Regions from separate parts of the Anser cygnoides genome. Here region 1 is linked to region 2. Evidence: chromatin contacts called from public Hi-C data. All regions are on one chromosome and are shown on one strand. Each heading gives the region's core, a stretch centred on a gene start, on an enhancer-like site or on the middle of the called end of the contact. The rest is flanking DNA. Distances are from core to core; before and after follow the strand shown. Region 1 holds the start of FMC1 (formation of mitochondrial complex V assembly factor 1 homolog). Region 2 holds the start of NDUFA6 (NADH:ubiquinone oxidoreductase subunit A6).

What was found. Hi-C and Micro-C count contacts between places; a contact is called where the count stands out from the background.
Region 1: a Hi-C map of liver shows a contact between it and region 2, with 7 times the contacts expected there. The contact joins the promoter of FMC1 here to the promoter of NDUFA6 in region 2. A contact is called at or near these places in 2 of 7 Hi-C or Micro-C datasets (both in liver).

The regions. Positions count from the first base shown.
Region 1 is chr1:44,511,461-44,519,387 of Taihu_goose_T2T_genome, forward strand. FMC1 (formation of mitochondrial complex V assembly factor 1 homolog) reads right to left here and starts at 1,504. Exons shown (of 2, transcript XM_048078896.2): 1 at 1,262-1,504; 2 at 905-1,163. The coding sequence starts at 1,399. The coding sequence ends at 969. It overlaps TRNAR-CCU (transfer RNA arginine (anticodon CCU)), which reads right to left and starts at 1,843; the gene lies at 1,771-1,843.
Region 2 is chr1:44,195,869-44,202,734 of Taihu_goose_T2T_genome, forward strand. NDUFA6 (NADH:ubiquinone oxidoreductase subunit A6) reads right to left here and starts at 1,331. Exons shown (of 3, transcript XM_048078875.2): 1 at 1,163-1,331; 2 at 916-1,031; 3 at 1-53. The coding sequence starts at 1,283. CYP2D6 (cytochrome P450 family 2 subfamily D member 6) reads right to left here. Exons shown (of 9, transcript XM_013197147.3): 6 at 5,484-5,625; 7 at 4,631-4,818; 8 at 3,547-3,688; 9 at 2,264-3,161. The coding sequence ends at 2,983.

The sequences.
Region 1 (7,927 bases), core at 254-2,753, 320 kb after region 2:
TTTGGCTCGCAGCGCGTTTCTGACAGCACGCTTTGTCTTCCCTCCCGGCAAAGCCCAGCCAAGCGCTCTTTTGTTGGTCGTTCTTTATTAAGCTCCTCCCGCAATTACAGCCCAGCCTCGCATTTACAGCCGTTGTAAGTCACCCTTGGTACAGGTTTCTTAAGCATCTGGCACAGAACAAGCCTCTTCTGACAACTGAAACCAATGTTTCTTTCCTTATAAAAAGAAGCTTGCTGTTCCAGGTCGCAGGACAAGAAAACAGCATTATCGCTTGGACTGTAACTCACTGTCGTCTGACTTACACATCTGGTGTTACTGACAGGCATCACTTCACTGCTTAAGGAAGCTTCTCCAAGATTCACAGTGAAACAGGCACAAAAGGCCTAGTCTGAGCCAACCACTTCAAGACATTCAGAAATTTGCAGTTCACTAGGAAGCAGTATTCTGAGTCATTATCACTAGGTCATTGCCACGGATGAAAATCTTCAAGGTGAGGAAGTAGTACAGCAGCACTCACAAGAACCTTCTAATGCCCCAAAGAAAGGGCCTTTCCTTTGGGAATTGGAATTGGAAATCGGGCTTTTCCTTTTCCATTGGAAAATTCCCAATGTACAGAACATGGCAGGAAAACCCTACAGAAAATGGGCAAATCCCTTCACCTACAGATTTAGGGGAAGAAAAGAAAGTTTTAACTGCCTTACGATAGCTGGACAGTGAGGTTTTTAGCCTAGTTTTCTATTATAGGTAACCCCTTCATTCCCTGAGGCTGCCTGTCACACCGGACACCCAGACGAAGAGGCAGGTCGGATACACTCGATAACCACCGGGAGGGGATCCCCTCTTGCTCCCCTTTCACCCCACACCCGCTGACTGAAAACCTCCAAGAAACACAAGCCAGCAGGGCCTCGGCGGCTCCCCTACCGGGGCACGTTTATTGGGGAACCGACGGCAGGCGCACGGCGGCCGCTTCAGCCCTTCCCTCCCGGCTGCTGGGGCAGGCGGAAGCCCACCAGGCCGGCCACCTCCTCGGGCGAGCGCTCCCCCCTGCCGTGGTACTCGTGGTGCAGGGCGGCCAGGTGCCGCACGCTGCGCAGCAGGCACAGGTAGGTGGCGGCCTGGAAGTGCAGCTCCTGCTGGGCCCGGCACAGCTTCTCGCTGGTGACCTGCGGAGAGGAGGCGACAAGGGCCGGCCGCTTCACCTCACGCCGCCGGGAAAGGGGGCGGAGCGGGAGGGGAAGGAGCCGCGGCGCCCCCGCCGTACCCGGTGAGCGCGGAAGGCCGCCAGGAGGTGCCGGTAGGCGGCCGTGTCCCGGTAGGGCCGGCCGGGCGGGCCGCTCGCCAGCCGCAGCTCGCGGAGGAGCCCGCGGAGCGTCCGCAGCGGGGAGCCCAGCGCCGCCATCTTCCGACCGGCCGGCACCGGGGCTGCACGGCAACGGGTCCGCGGGGCGCGGCCACCGCCAGGGCGGGCTGCGGAGCGCCGAGCGGAGCGATCGCTTCCCGCCCCCGCTCCCCCGAGCGGCCGGGGTCGAGCGGCGGAGGGCGAGAGGCGAGGCCGGGCTCTCGCCGCCTGCTGGGCGGGGAGGGGAGAGGGGAGGGGAGCGACGGCCGCAGGCGCTGAGGGAGGCTTCGTGCGGCCCGCCCCGCCGCGGGGGCTTCGGGGTCTGCGTTTTGGCCAAAATTAAAAAAAAATAAAAAAAGTAAAATAATGAATACATACATAAAATTAATAATAAAAAAAAGGTAAGAAGCTCGGAGTAGAAAAATGAAGTCCACCCCAGATGGGACTCGAACCCACAATCCCTGGCTTAGGAGGCCAATGCCTTATCCATTAGGCCACTGGGGCTACCGCGGAGACGGCTGCGCTGCGGTGCTACTTCTCTCATTTTCCCGCCCCTTTCCTTTTATGGACAACGCCTCCTGGGCGCCCATTGGGCGGTGCCTCCCGCCTGCCCCTCGCCGCCCGGGAGCGGGGAGCAGGGAAATGGCGGCCGCCCTTAGCCGCGGGGAAGGGCCAGGGAGGAGGGCTCGGCTGGGGCTTGAAATAATGGCCTCCGGAGGAAGAGTCCCCTCCTTCTAAAGCAGTTTTGAAGTGCTGCCCTTGCTTCGGGGTGGCCCCAGCTGAAGGAAGCCGTAGCAGCCGCTCCCCCCATCCAATTTAACAACAAAGAGAAACGACCCCCCCCCCAAAGCCCCCAACCACATCTTTATTTTGTGAGAAATAACACAGACAGAGCTAATATGTACATTCCTCTTTATTTAATACAGCACAGACACATGACATAAAAAAAAAAGTACACTCATGAAAAATGCCTGTCGCCATTACGGACAGGGAACAGCTACACCCAGTTGCGTAAGGCTCCTACTGCAGAACAGGGGGCTGCTGCCTAAATGTGGATCCCAGAGCAAAACTGCTGCCAAAAAAATCTTTGCACTCCTTTCAGGAAAGCAGAAGAAAAAGAGGGAAAGTCCCTCCAGGAACAGGTGGTGAAGCTGGTGGCATCTGCAAGGTTCATAGGACACAAGCCCCGTTACTGTTTGGAACAAAGCACTGATAAAGCAAAAAATGCGCTCCAGCTCTTCTTGCGGAGGGCCAATAGTCCTGACTTCTGAAAACATCAGACTTCTCAGGGAATGTGAACCTGAGTATCTGGAAGGAGTGAAAACGTCAAGTAGTCACACACAAGAGATTTATAGTCTCCCTGATAGGGCTCTGCTAGCCACAACTGGGAATGTGCAGGGGAACAAACCAGCTTCCCAATTAAAAATAAAAAAATAATACTAAGGACTAACAGCCATTAAACTGACCAGAACAGTATACACATTTGGAACTGATGCAGGCTTTTGTGGCAGCAGCTTCTTCCTTTTCCCGCTTCAGTTCAGGATGGAAATTAAGCAGGCACCAGTTCCTCTGGCAAAGAGCCTTACACACTTTAAAAAATTAAAATACAAAAAAGGGAGACAGGTGTATTTACAAAATCCATGGCTGGTACAGTACATCATTTTTAAGACACACTAAATGCTACAATCTTTCAGGTCCTGAGATTATTACAAAAAAAAAAGCAACAACTCAAAATTTGTGTTCAGGTCCAGTTTTATAAGGAGAGAGGAAGGAAATCACACATTTAAAACACAGTATCCCTTGAAGTTAGTGGAACACGCCTCCCTAAAATCCAAATGAAAGTGGTGCTAATCACCCAAATGTAGCTGCATTTGGTTGTTCAGGCTTGCTGTCACAAGAGGGGAGCATTTCGCAGGGGAGTTTCTCTGGAGAGCTCAACCAGGTAAGCACGTGGCTGTTAGGATCCTCTCTGTCACTAAGCCCTGTGATCTGAAATACGGAAGTAATAAAAGGAGGAAGGTGACCTGATACAAATTCACGTGGGACTGTGTAGAGCATCACAGGAGTCACTAACTCAAAGAGGTTTGCCATCTCTTAGTAGCTGCGCGTTCCTTTGCTTGAAGCAGAGGACTACAAAGGTTTTAGTTTTGCTTGTAACAAAATGCTCAGGCAACTGACTGACTGCTCTGAGCTACACAGAGCAGGGCAGGAAAACGCTCGGCCCACCGGTTTCTCAGCTGTTCACTTTACATAGCCTCCTTCATTCTCCTGGGGATCAGCAAGTCAGGTAGGGTTAAGCTGGCTATATCCAAAGTTGCTAAAAATATATACGCCACATGTGACAACAAAGGATACAGAGGCCAAACCTGTCTGTGGGAGGACCCCCACTGCCCTTGGCTGGGTGGGCAGGAATTGACGTGGAAGCTCTGCTCTTGACTAAGCCTCGTTACCAGGCAGAACTGAAGGGACTTGCAACCCACACCTGTATTTTCAATGAAATATTCGTAACGTAGTGCTTTTGTATCATCAGAAGTTATAATCACAGATGCCCTTTTATTGTAAGCAGCTGACTTTAAGCTAGGAAATACCAACATTTTACGGATTACTTACGAAATGCTTCTAACCCTCAGTAAAAAGAAGACTACAAGAGACAAATCACAGAACAAGGGTACTAGTTTAACGGCTAAAATATAACGCTGCTCAGTAGACTTTTTGGGGAAAATAGCATTAATGATTTTTGTAAATTTTTTTTTTTTTAAACAGTAGTCCAAAAATATTTCTCCATCTATTTCCAACAGGGACCTTGAGAACTATGCAAGAACATGGTACTAATTGCTACATGATGGAATTACTGGCAATAAAACACACACTACAGTTCTCACCTCTGAGCTAAATTGTTATTTGTAGTTACATACAAGACTACAGGATCAGCGAGAAATACCTGGGGAATCACAAATCAGCTTTTATTTGAAGATCCAGCTACTGGGTAGCTGATACCTCCTCTTGTTTAGAAGCAACTTCATTTAAGCGAGGAAACGATTTACTTCTGATATTGGAAGGAAACACGGGATCTCATTAGCTTCTCCCCAAATCCAATCAGTACATTAAAAAAACAACATTGCTGCGGCTTCTTTAAACCCATTTTGAGAGCTGAATATTCTGAAAGCTCTCAGACTAAGACTTGTCACAAGAGGTGATTTTAGCTTCCCTCTTGAAGCAACTTCATGACACTTGACACTAGGTGTTGCACCAGCAAAAGGGTTTCTTTTTTGAAATACAAACTTCTTTCCTCACTGTAGCAAAAAGAGTTCTGCAGTACAGACATTCAAAAAATATTCCATTTTCTTTGGGTAAAATTTCAACATGTATTAACAGGGTAGCTGGGGGAAGGAATGCATGTAACACTGAGACATGTAAAGAATACTTATCTGCATAGTTGATATTAGTGACTACTAATCAAACTAAGGCCTTATCTGGAGAAAGCTGAGAACACAAGAAAGTTTCTTCCCCCACCTCCCACTCCACTGGTGAAATCTGAGAAGTCTCAAAGCAGCTCTGGCTGCCTCGGCAGCTACTTGGTTTGGCCTGCAGCAGTGGTATCTCCTGACTGGTTTGGGTTGATTCTCTTGCCTTTTTCTCTTGGTACCAGACAGTAACAAACGTTAACTGAATCTGTTCAAAAAATACATCTGCACATGCTGCTGGGCCAAAAAAAACACCTTTAGTAATGAGCATGATAGAAGGCAATGTGCACTGCTTGTTTTGGATTACTTCAGCATAAAGAAAAACTTCTTAGTTAAAGGTTATTAAATAAACAGGAGACATGGCAAGGGAAGAGGCTGAAATTCACTTCTAGATACAAAACGAAGCATTTTTTTTTCTAGAGTTGCTCTGTAGAATTATAGCTGTCAAAAAATGTCTACAAAATAACAGACCTATATCCTCCACTACTGACAAGATCAGCACAGTATCACTTACGAGGAGTGTGCAAAAATGGCCATAGGGAATCTTCGTGCATCCCCAGTTCCAGGCCATGCTGATCTCTCAGCATAACACATAGCAGCAGCGGGGCTTCCTGTGGCCCCAAAAGGCTATTACAGCAGCAAGGAATCATTGGGTCACAGAAAAAGGATGATGGAGCCGCACCAGACGTTTCCACAACCAGAGTATCCCCCAACAACGTTTGGTTATATTTCCAGTGGCTAAGCCGGGCTACTGCTGCTGCTTATTTTGGCAGTGATTTTTTTAAGCAGCAGCAGACTGACGGTGATTTTCAGAACAGCCACAGGTGTTAAAAACACCACAACAGTCAACCAGCAGTGCCAGCTGTAGATTTCCAATCTTTCAGATCAGCCTAGAATAAAGAGCACACGTGCCTGAGAGGGACTGAACAGCAACAGAGGAGCCCAGTCACCGCAAGTCACTGCCACGGGTGGATGTGCCTAACTACAGAAGTAACTCTCTCACACTCACCTAAGGCAGATTAGGACGCGCTCTCACTCCAACTGACCAAGCTACCAGCAATAGTACTATCCCCAGCACTGTTAGATCAGTAAAAGAAATCTACCTATGGCCTCATTTCAACAGGTTCATTTGAATGCGATAACTGGAATAGCAGTTAGGCTATTTTCTGCCACAGGAACATGTTGCATTTGGTATCTTACTGTTGGCTCTCTAGATGGGCTCTTCACTGACGTATGAAGGACTCTTCTAGCCATTCCTACTCTGGTTTCTGAAAAGAGAAGGTAAACACTTCCTTTTCATATTGCAACTCAAAATTAGATCTCCCCCAGTGGAAACATCACAGAACTAGCACAGTCTGGTGATGCTTACATAAATTACCTTAAGTTTAGAAATGAATTGCTAATTTCAGGTATGCATGTTTATAATAATAGTAAGTTAGATGTATCCTCAGCACAGAATAGTTAAAATCATTAGAAGATCTATTACAGATCACTGATTCTGTCAGAGAACAAGCAAACAAGCACAGACACTATTTGAGTGTTCACTTGCAGCCAACAATACACGAACTTACTGTTCATTATTTTAAGAGAACAAACCATTAATGAAATCTCAGCAAGAAAAAGTACAGTGAGAAAAGTACTCAAAGGTGAATGATTTAGGCAGCTTGTGAAGTATAGTCAGGTTTAACTTCAAAGAGCAGCTGCATTCTTGCAGTTTATACCAAGTTCCTTCTCACACGTGATGCCTGGTAGGAAGTGACAACTTTGGTAAATGTAAGAATCCTTGCAATAACCAGTGCCAAGCAGACATGGCTAGCCATACACAAGATTCCTTGCAGTTCATCTCAACTCAAAATTGTTACAAGCTATTTTAACCTTCTTCTTTCCCCACTTCTTTCAGTTACGTTAGCCACACATCTATTGCCTCAAGTTCAGTAATAGTGTGAAGCGGTCCGGTATTTAAAGTTGTCAGCTGTACTTGTGAATTAAGACCCAAATTTAAAACCTCCAGAGAAAAATATAACAAGTTTCAATCTCATTAGCCACTTCCTTTCTCTCACACACATTTACACATTCACGCACGCACGCTTTTATTGTACTGCCATCTTTGCCCAAACGTTCCCCTTTTGTATGTGAATGTTTAACAGCGCCAGCAGAACATAGGAGGATGAACACAGTTATGGGGTTCTCGGGAATATTGCTGTGTATGTACGTGTGCGCACACGTGTGAGCGTGAGAGAAAGAAAGCACAAGCATACAGAACCAACGCCATGGTACAGCAGCTATGAAGTCACATACATTACACACTTTTTTTTCTTTTTTTTTTTACAAAAGGGAAAAATAGTATAACAGCATAAAGCCATCTATCTTGGCAAGCTTAAGATTTTCCTCCAAAATGCCTTCCAGCACTTCAGGATCTCTGAGAACAGTTTAAGAGGGTAGGGAAATAAAATAAAAAAAGGCACTTAAACAAAGGACAAAGGCCTGAATCAAGTAAGTCATGGAGGGTAACAGCCATTTCACCAGAGCTAGGACCAATCAAAAAGCTACCAACTTTTTAATTTCTATAAAATTAAAATTGCATAAAGTGTTAATTAATCAGTCATTTACCTACTGCTTTCACTTTCTGGATCATTTTATGAAACAAACAAAAAGCAAGTGTCCCTTTAGTGATTTCCCCCTAATTCAGCAAAAGATTAAAGGTAGGTGTGGGAAGAAGCCTTCCACAGCCTAGCCTGACTGCAGGTTTTCCTGCAATTCCATCTGCAAAAAAAAATCCAAAACAAAAACAGGAGAGGGACCACTGTGCCTTTAGCAATTCACTCAAAAAAAAAAAAAAAACAACCCAAACACCCCAATACTTCTAATCCATCTGTGGGCAAAAACTACTCAAAAGAAAACCAAACAAACTGTAAACTAGATTAAAATTTGCTAATAAATACAGCTAAAAGTTCATTTTATGAATGTAGCAGCAAATGTGATAAAGTTAGTCGGAGTCCAAGATGACTCCCAGAGGGTTAATGGTTCACACAACTGATGGCAGCTTGGGAGAGTTGCAGGATTTCTGTTTTCATGTCCTCAAGGGTCTTGCACCAAGTGGAGAAGGAGTGTGGAAGAAGGGTCA
Region 2 (6,866 bases), core at 81-2,580:
ATGTGAGTCTTCTGCTTCCATACGTGAATGGTTTCTTGAAGATCCATTTTTCCCTGTGCATAGACAAAAGATATATAATAATGAGAATTATAATAATAATATTATAATAATGAGACTGCCTGGAAGCTTCACCCACTGTATTACTTTGGACTATGTTTGCAGATTTTTTCCTTTATTTAAAGACAACTTAGCTGCCTTGAAATGCAAGAAATACAACAGGTGAGCATGGCAGCTCTTGGCTGGAAGGTTTCTAACGCTTTAAAACTGCAAAGGTTAGTTACCCTTGCTCAGGCTTCTTTTGAATCCTTACCCTACTCTTGGCATGTTGATTAGTCCATTGAACCAGACAGATCTCAGGGCTAAGACACAGCTAGATATGTTACCAAATCAGGATGTATTGCCACCTACACAGACCCAAAGCCAGCCTCCCACAAAGTACGGCCACTCCGGTGTTTGTTTCAGAGTCAGTTAAGGAAAATACATCCCAATCTAAGGAAGTACCGTAGGGACCAGAAAGGTCATTTTTAAATGATAAAAAGATGCTGCTAGCTAGTTTCCCTTTCTTTGATTGCTGCTGCTTTCTAAAAAGAAATACAGGAGTGTTTACACCACTGTTTTGCTTACCATACACTTCCCCTTTTAAACACCTGCAAATTGGAGGAGTCCCTACACTGAGGGGCAGAAACACATACATCTTCTAACAACACTGACTTATGAGCACAAAAACACTACAGTCCTGCATATAAAATGGAGAGCTTCATCCCTTCCCAACAGGTTTGCTATAACGGATAAACCAAGCCAGATTGCAAAGGGTAACACCTCGTTAAAGCAAGCAGAGATAAAACTGCCCTTCTTTTCCACGCCGCTCGCCACCCGCTCCCTGCAGCCTCGGGGGCCGAGGCGCCCCGCCCGTACCTTAATCACCAGCATGTCTATCACCCGCGGGTCCGTAACGTGGGCGTTCTTCACGAACAGCTCCCGCACCTTATCCCGCGCCTGCTTCACCGTGATGTCCAGCTGGTACAGGTGCACTGGGGGGACACAACACGCTCACGGACACCGCCCGCGCCGCTCCCCCACACACAGCCCGCTGCGGGCCCGGGCCGCCCGGCACGACCTTGACCCGGCGCCGCCTCCTGCGGTGCCGGCGGCGCCCCCTCACCCGTGTTGGGCACCTCGCGGTACCAGGCCCGGTACAGCTCCCGCACGCGCCGCTTCGCCTCGCCCAGGTCCCGGCTGAAGATGGGCTTCACGGCCGCGGCCCCGCGGCCCGCCACCGCCATCTTGTCACCGCCGCCACCGGCAGGGCGCGGAGCGCACCCGCCTCTCCATTGGCCGGCCGCGCTGCCGCTCCGCCCTCTGATTGGGCGGCAGACGCCGGGGGGAGGGACAGCGGGGGGGAGGGACAGCGGGGCGGGCCGCGCGTAATGGCGGCCGGGGCGGAGCTCGGTGGCGGCCCCTGAGGGAGGGCGGCTGAGGGCTGGGCGGGCCTGCGGGCTGCTGCGGGCTGAGGGAGGCTTTTCGGGTCGCTTTTATTCCCTTACGGGCTCTTTAAATGGAAAACACTGACGTGCAGGTCCCGCTGAAGTTAAAATCTTAACGGTGGTATCGACAAACGTTCGTGCAAGTCAGCAGCCTTCACCGCTTCCAGAAATTGCCGTCAGAAAAATAAATGCGTGCACACACATACGCTGTTTCTGAGTTGTTGTTTTTTTTTTTTTAGTTGTGATTATGCACAGAGGCTCCTTTATGTTAGTTACTACCAGTCTGAACATCAAACCTTAATATTTTTAAGGATGAGTCTGAACACCAAACCTTGATCGTTTTGCAAACCTTGCGAAACAATTGGTCAGAAATATTGCAGGAAGAAAAAGAAAGCCAGCTCTGAAACGTACAGCTAACTTTCAAGCAATGTAACTCCATGGCTTCGTGCCAAACCTGCCCGAGAACTGACTTTATGTAACGCTGAAGAAAAGCCGTTTCGAGGGGCTATTTAGATAGGAGATGGTAAACCTAAGCACCACAGTTCCTCTTGAAATAGATATGTAGGAATTTCTGCATTTCAGAAATTACCTGCTTCTGTGGCTGAGACATCATACTGATTATTTATGTACTCCTTTTTGGTATTTCCTCCTGCTTAAGGCATAGCGTAACATAAGGGTTGTCAGGCATTTCTCTGGATTAAAATTTACTTTCTTTGGGGCTGTAAATGAAGGCAATGCAGTATGTGTGGAATAAAGAGCAGTATGCAATAAACACGAAGTAATGAAGGGATTATATATTTGTAGGATGGTTGTGCCTTTTCAGGGGCACTGCTCTGTGTAGTCCCTCAGGGCGACGTTGCCCGGTCAGGGCTGTAGCTCTCGCCCTGCCCACCACTAGCGCACGCCAAAGCAGCTGATCGGCCCTGGATGGTTTTTGCAGGAACCAAGCCAGAGCTGAGCTGCCCTGGGCACCCGGAGAGAGGCAGGCAGAGGCACAGCAGGCAGCAGGCAGTGGCTGAGCAGCAGTGAGGCTAGCAGGGAAGGGAGGTGGTCAGGACCTCTTTACAAATTGTTCCGAGGTTTCTTTGTTTGTTTGTTTTTCCTCCTAGAATTGGCAGGACCCCAGGGTTATCTTTCACCCCACATACCTTCGTATTTCAGTACACAATAAGCCAGGGCTAATACCCTCTCAGTAGCCATGTGCTCAGTAAACTGTTTCTGCAATGAGAGCCCAAAGTACAGCAGAACTGGTTTACTGGTTATACATGTACTTGCAAATATGACCATCACCTGTAACGTGCTATGGCTGTGTGATTCAAGATCCAAGACTGGAATTAAGCTAAGCTATATTGTTGGGCTACAGCCTTCTTTACACTGCTAGGGACATCTGCACAGATTTAGGTGGTCTTAAGTGGAACTTGGCATCATCCTGCCTAGACCTGCAACATTTCTGACAGCGTTTGCAGTGGTCTCTGAGTGAAAGGGGAACGGTGTGCACTTATCTTGGGATAGCTTGCAGCTTGAATGGGTATGGGGAGTTTATGAGGGCAAAGTGGCCATCCTTCCGTGGCCTGGGCTGATCCTCGGGGAGCATGAAGGTGAATTTCTGCAGGAGAGTGGTGAAGAAGATGAAGAGCTCCATCCTGGCCAGCTGTGCCCCCAGGCATACACGTCGACCTGCAGGAAGGGAGCATCCGTGAAAGAGGACGTTAAACCACGCTGGAATCACTGTGGGATGAGCAACCTCTGTGTGCAGACACGGGATGGAGCAAAACGGAGGATCAGAAGCTGCTTTGCTCAGGAAGGACAGAAAGAAGAAGGTGAGAGTGCCTGGTTAACCATGTCAAAAGGGCACAGGCACTCACAGCTAGTTAGATGGGGACACCCTGTCTGTTGTGCACAGCATCATAGAATAATTTAGGTTGGAAGAGCCCCCTGCAGGTCACCTTCTTACCCCCGGTCAAATGCAAAGAGACTACCCCTGGACTTTCACTTCCCAGGAGGCAGATCACCACTCCTGCTGTGCACCTGGCTTGCAGCTAGATCCTCCCCTTAGATTTACCTGCTGAGAAAGGCATGAAGGCCTCCGGTTTCACAAACTGCCCGTTCACGTCCAGGAAGTGTTCGGGGTAAAACTCATTTGGCTTCTTCCAGACTGACTCATCCTTCAGCACGGAAGACAAGTTGGTGATGACTGTCGTCCCCTGCACTCCTCCACAAGAGGAAACAACTTACGTGAGAACAGCAGACTTATCTTGGCGAGATGGATCAGCGCTGGCCCCTCTTTAGTCAGTCTCTCCCGTCTAATAGCAACCATCACTAGATGCTTCAAAATATGGCACTGAGCTCCTCTTCTGTATCTTAGCTATAACGGAGGTAAAGCAGTGCACTTTTCCAATAAGATGGTGCCTGCCCTATGCACCTGAAGCATTTGAACTTTTGCAACTTATATCCTAACAAAGGCCATTGCATGCAAATGCTAATTTCATGGTTACATAGTGGAAACAGCTTCTGCTTCACAGATCCTTCTGCACTTACTTTGTAGCTGGAGAGAAAAAGCTAACTGACAGACTTCAAAGCCCAACTTTCACACATGGAAAATGGCAAAGCTTTCTTGTTTCCCGTGTCAATGTTTTAAGCTTAGGGGAGTTACTGCAAGGCTGAAAAAAACATCCCAGGCTTGTATTGCTACCAGCACTGCCCGGACAGAGTGCTTTTGATTCCTGTCACAGTGTCAATGGACCGAATGCCAGTGGCAACTGAATAACTTCAGAGATTTAACTACTGCTGTCTCAGGAAAGGCGGCAAGCTGGTCTCATGTGCCTCCAAAGAGCCTGTCAGGCTGTCCTAGTTGCTTCTTCCAACACAGGCAGTGAATGTCACAGCTCATCGAGAGGAAAGCAAACCTTTGCACTGAGCTGCCACTACAGCTGGGTTCCCATATAACTTGTGTAAACCTAGAGCACAAACGTGTCCGTCCACCTGTCTGGTCTTAACATTTCAAAGTTCCCTGCTTCAGTGCTTGGCAGTGACCGTGATTTGGGGCTGGAAATACAAATCTGCAAAGTTATGTGGGGTCACCCACACCCTAGGCCTGGTGTCTGCACAGGACGGGGATGCTGCATGGCCTGTCTGGCCATGCTCACCTTGGGAATGAAGTAACCTTGAAGCTCGGTGTCCCGGTATGTCATGTGAGGTAGCCCAACAGGAGTGATGTCCCCACAGCGCTGTGCCTCATGGATCACGGCATTGGTGTAGGGCATGTTCACTTGGTCCATCATGGTGGGTGACCTCTCTCTTCCAATCACCATATCAATCTCTTTGTGGATTTTACCTGAAAGCAGCACAGCCAAGGACTTAGAGCTCCCTTAGCTAAACAGAAGAGGCTGGTACAAGCTGGAGGAAAGCTAGCAGCATGAGCTCAGTAGGCATTGTGCAAGAGCAGGACAAGCAGTTATAGAAAGGAACAGAAACTAAAGGGGAATGCCTTTTTTCAGTTGTTCAGGAAAAAAAAAAAAAAGAAAAAAAGAAAAAGAAAGAAACAAAACAAAACAAAACCTCTGTAACTGTTATTTGTGCACAGTGTCTTTAATAAAGGTCTTGGCACTTGACATGCTACCTTATCCCTCCTCAATGTGCCTGGAAGTGTACTTGTGCAGGCAGCATTTGAGAATTAAAACAGATTAGTGTTTATTCCGAGTATAGGAGGGAGGGATCCATGACCAGTGGAAGTCCCCAGGTAGCCTTCAGTGTGAAGGAGAGTGAACTTGCCCTTCCATCTCCAGTCTTTTCATTAGGGCTTCCCCACCGCCACCACTGGGCCTGCTAGAGCAGCTGTATCAGGGGAAGTGTTTCTCCTGGTTTCTTCTAGACCAACAATCACCAAAGCTGTTTCTCCTTGCAAAAGCCCCAAACCATGGATAGGAGATGTTGAGTGTCCTTACAGAGAAATGAGGGTTGAAGGGAACATACCGCACCCCTGCCTGTCCTCTCACTTACTCTGTGTTTCTGGGTGCAAAAGCATGTACAGAAATGCCCACCGGAGGGTGGTGGAGGTGGTGTCAGAACCAGCTGCAAACAAGTCTGCGGTCACCAGACGAAGGTTGTTGTAATTGAAACCATTCTCTTCAGCCTCCTTACCCTGCGGAGAGCAAACAAGTGTGTGATAGGAGCAAAGACAGTCGCTTGAGAAGACTTTTCAGAGCACCGCTAAGAAGCACTAGATCCGCTTTTGCTGACCAAGAATTTCATTGGCAGAGAAAAGCACAACAGAGGCAATAGTCTGTGTATGACTGATGTGCTCCAATACCGCTGTTACCAGTGTATTTGAAGGTCATCAGTAACCTCCCACAGCCTGCGAGGTGAACATTACTCCTGCCTTCAGGACAGAAGTAAACACCTTGCGCTCTCAGCTCAGCAGGCCACTGCCACTTACTGTAACGTCCTCCCCCAGAGGAGGTGGAACACTGTTAGTCAGGCTTGATCAGATCATAAAGCCCACGCAGCAGCGAGGAGGCTGCACTGATGCGGCAAATGCAAATTAACAGTATTTTGAGGGGGCTATTTGTAGCTACGCATTACAGATACTCACTGCTTCTGCCCTGGTGTTTTCTTACGATCAGGGGAGAAAAAAATCAGGGTATCATTGCTGCCTATTAAGTCTGCAACACCAATTTCAGCAAAACTGGTCTCTCATCCAAATACTAATTGAGCTCAAATTTGCTAGCATATGAGATATGACAAGCTCTCTGCATGAGTTCATCTGCTTGTCTTTTCTAATCCTTTTTATACTTTTCTCTCCTAGGGACTAGCTTCTGCTGAGTTATTCTGTATATTTTGATGCTGTCTTAACATGGATAGCAATTAATGAGGCATTTAAGTTTCAACTGTTATTCAAATAAAAGAACTCTGGCGAGGGAGCTGTGGGACTGGCCTGACTGAAGTTAGCCCAGTGGAGGGATTTATCAGACCGGCTTCTCAGGGGACCTCAGTAAGCAGGAGAGGGATGTGACAAGAGGGAAGGAGGCCAGGCTCAGTCTCCCCCAGTAGAAATGCTCAGTGCAGAGCACGTTAGGTCACGTTGCTCTGCTCTGACATCAGTCGTTAAGGCACTGACAAACATCTTGCATGTCTGGCTTGTCCGCTGGTGCAAACTTAGACATATTCATGAATTCTCAATTATTGACTTTTAAATGTCTTCAGAATGGTGTAGGCTGGAAAGAAGGGAGCTGCCAGACACTGAGGGAAAAATGACAGTGGAAGGTGGTGACAGATTATATGATTTCTGAGGACAATCAAGGAGGGCACAGCATGAAGAAATTAATGCTCAAGATATGAAGTAGAATGAAGAAGTAGAAAATTAGGTAGTAATGGTCTTTAGAG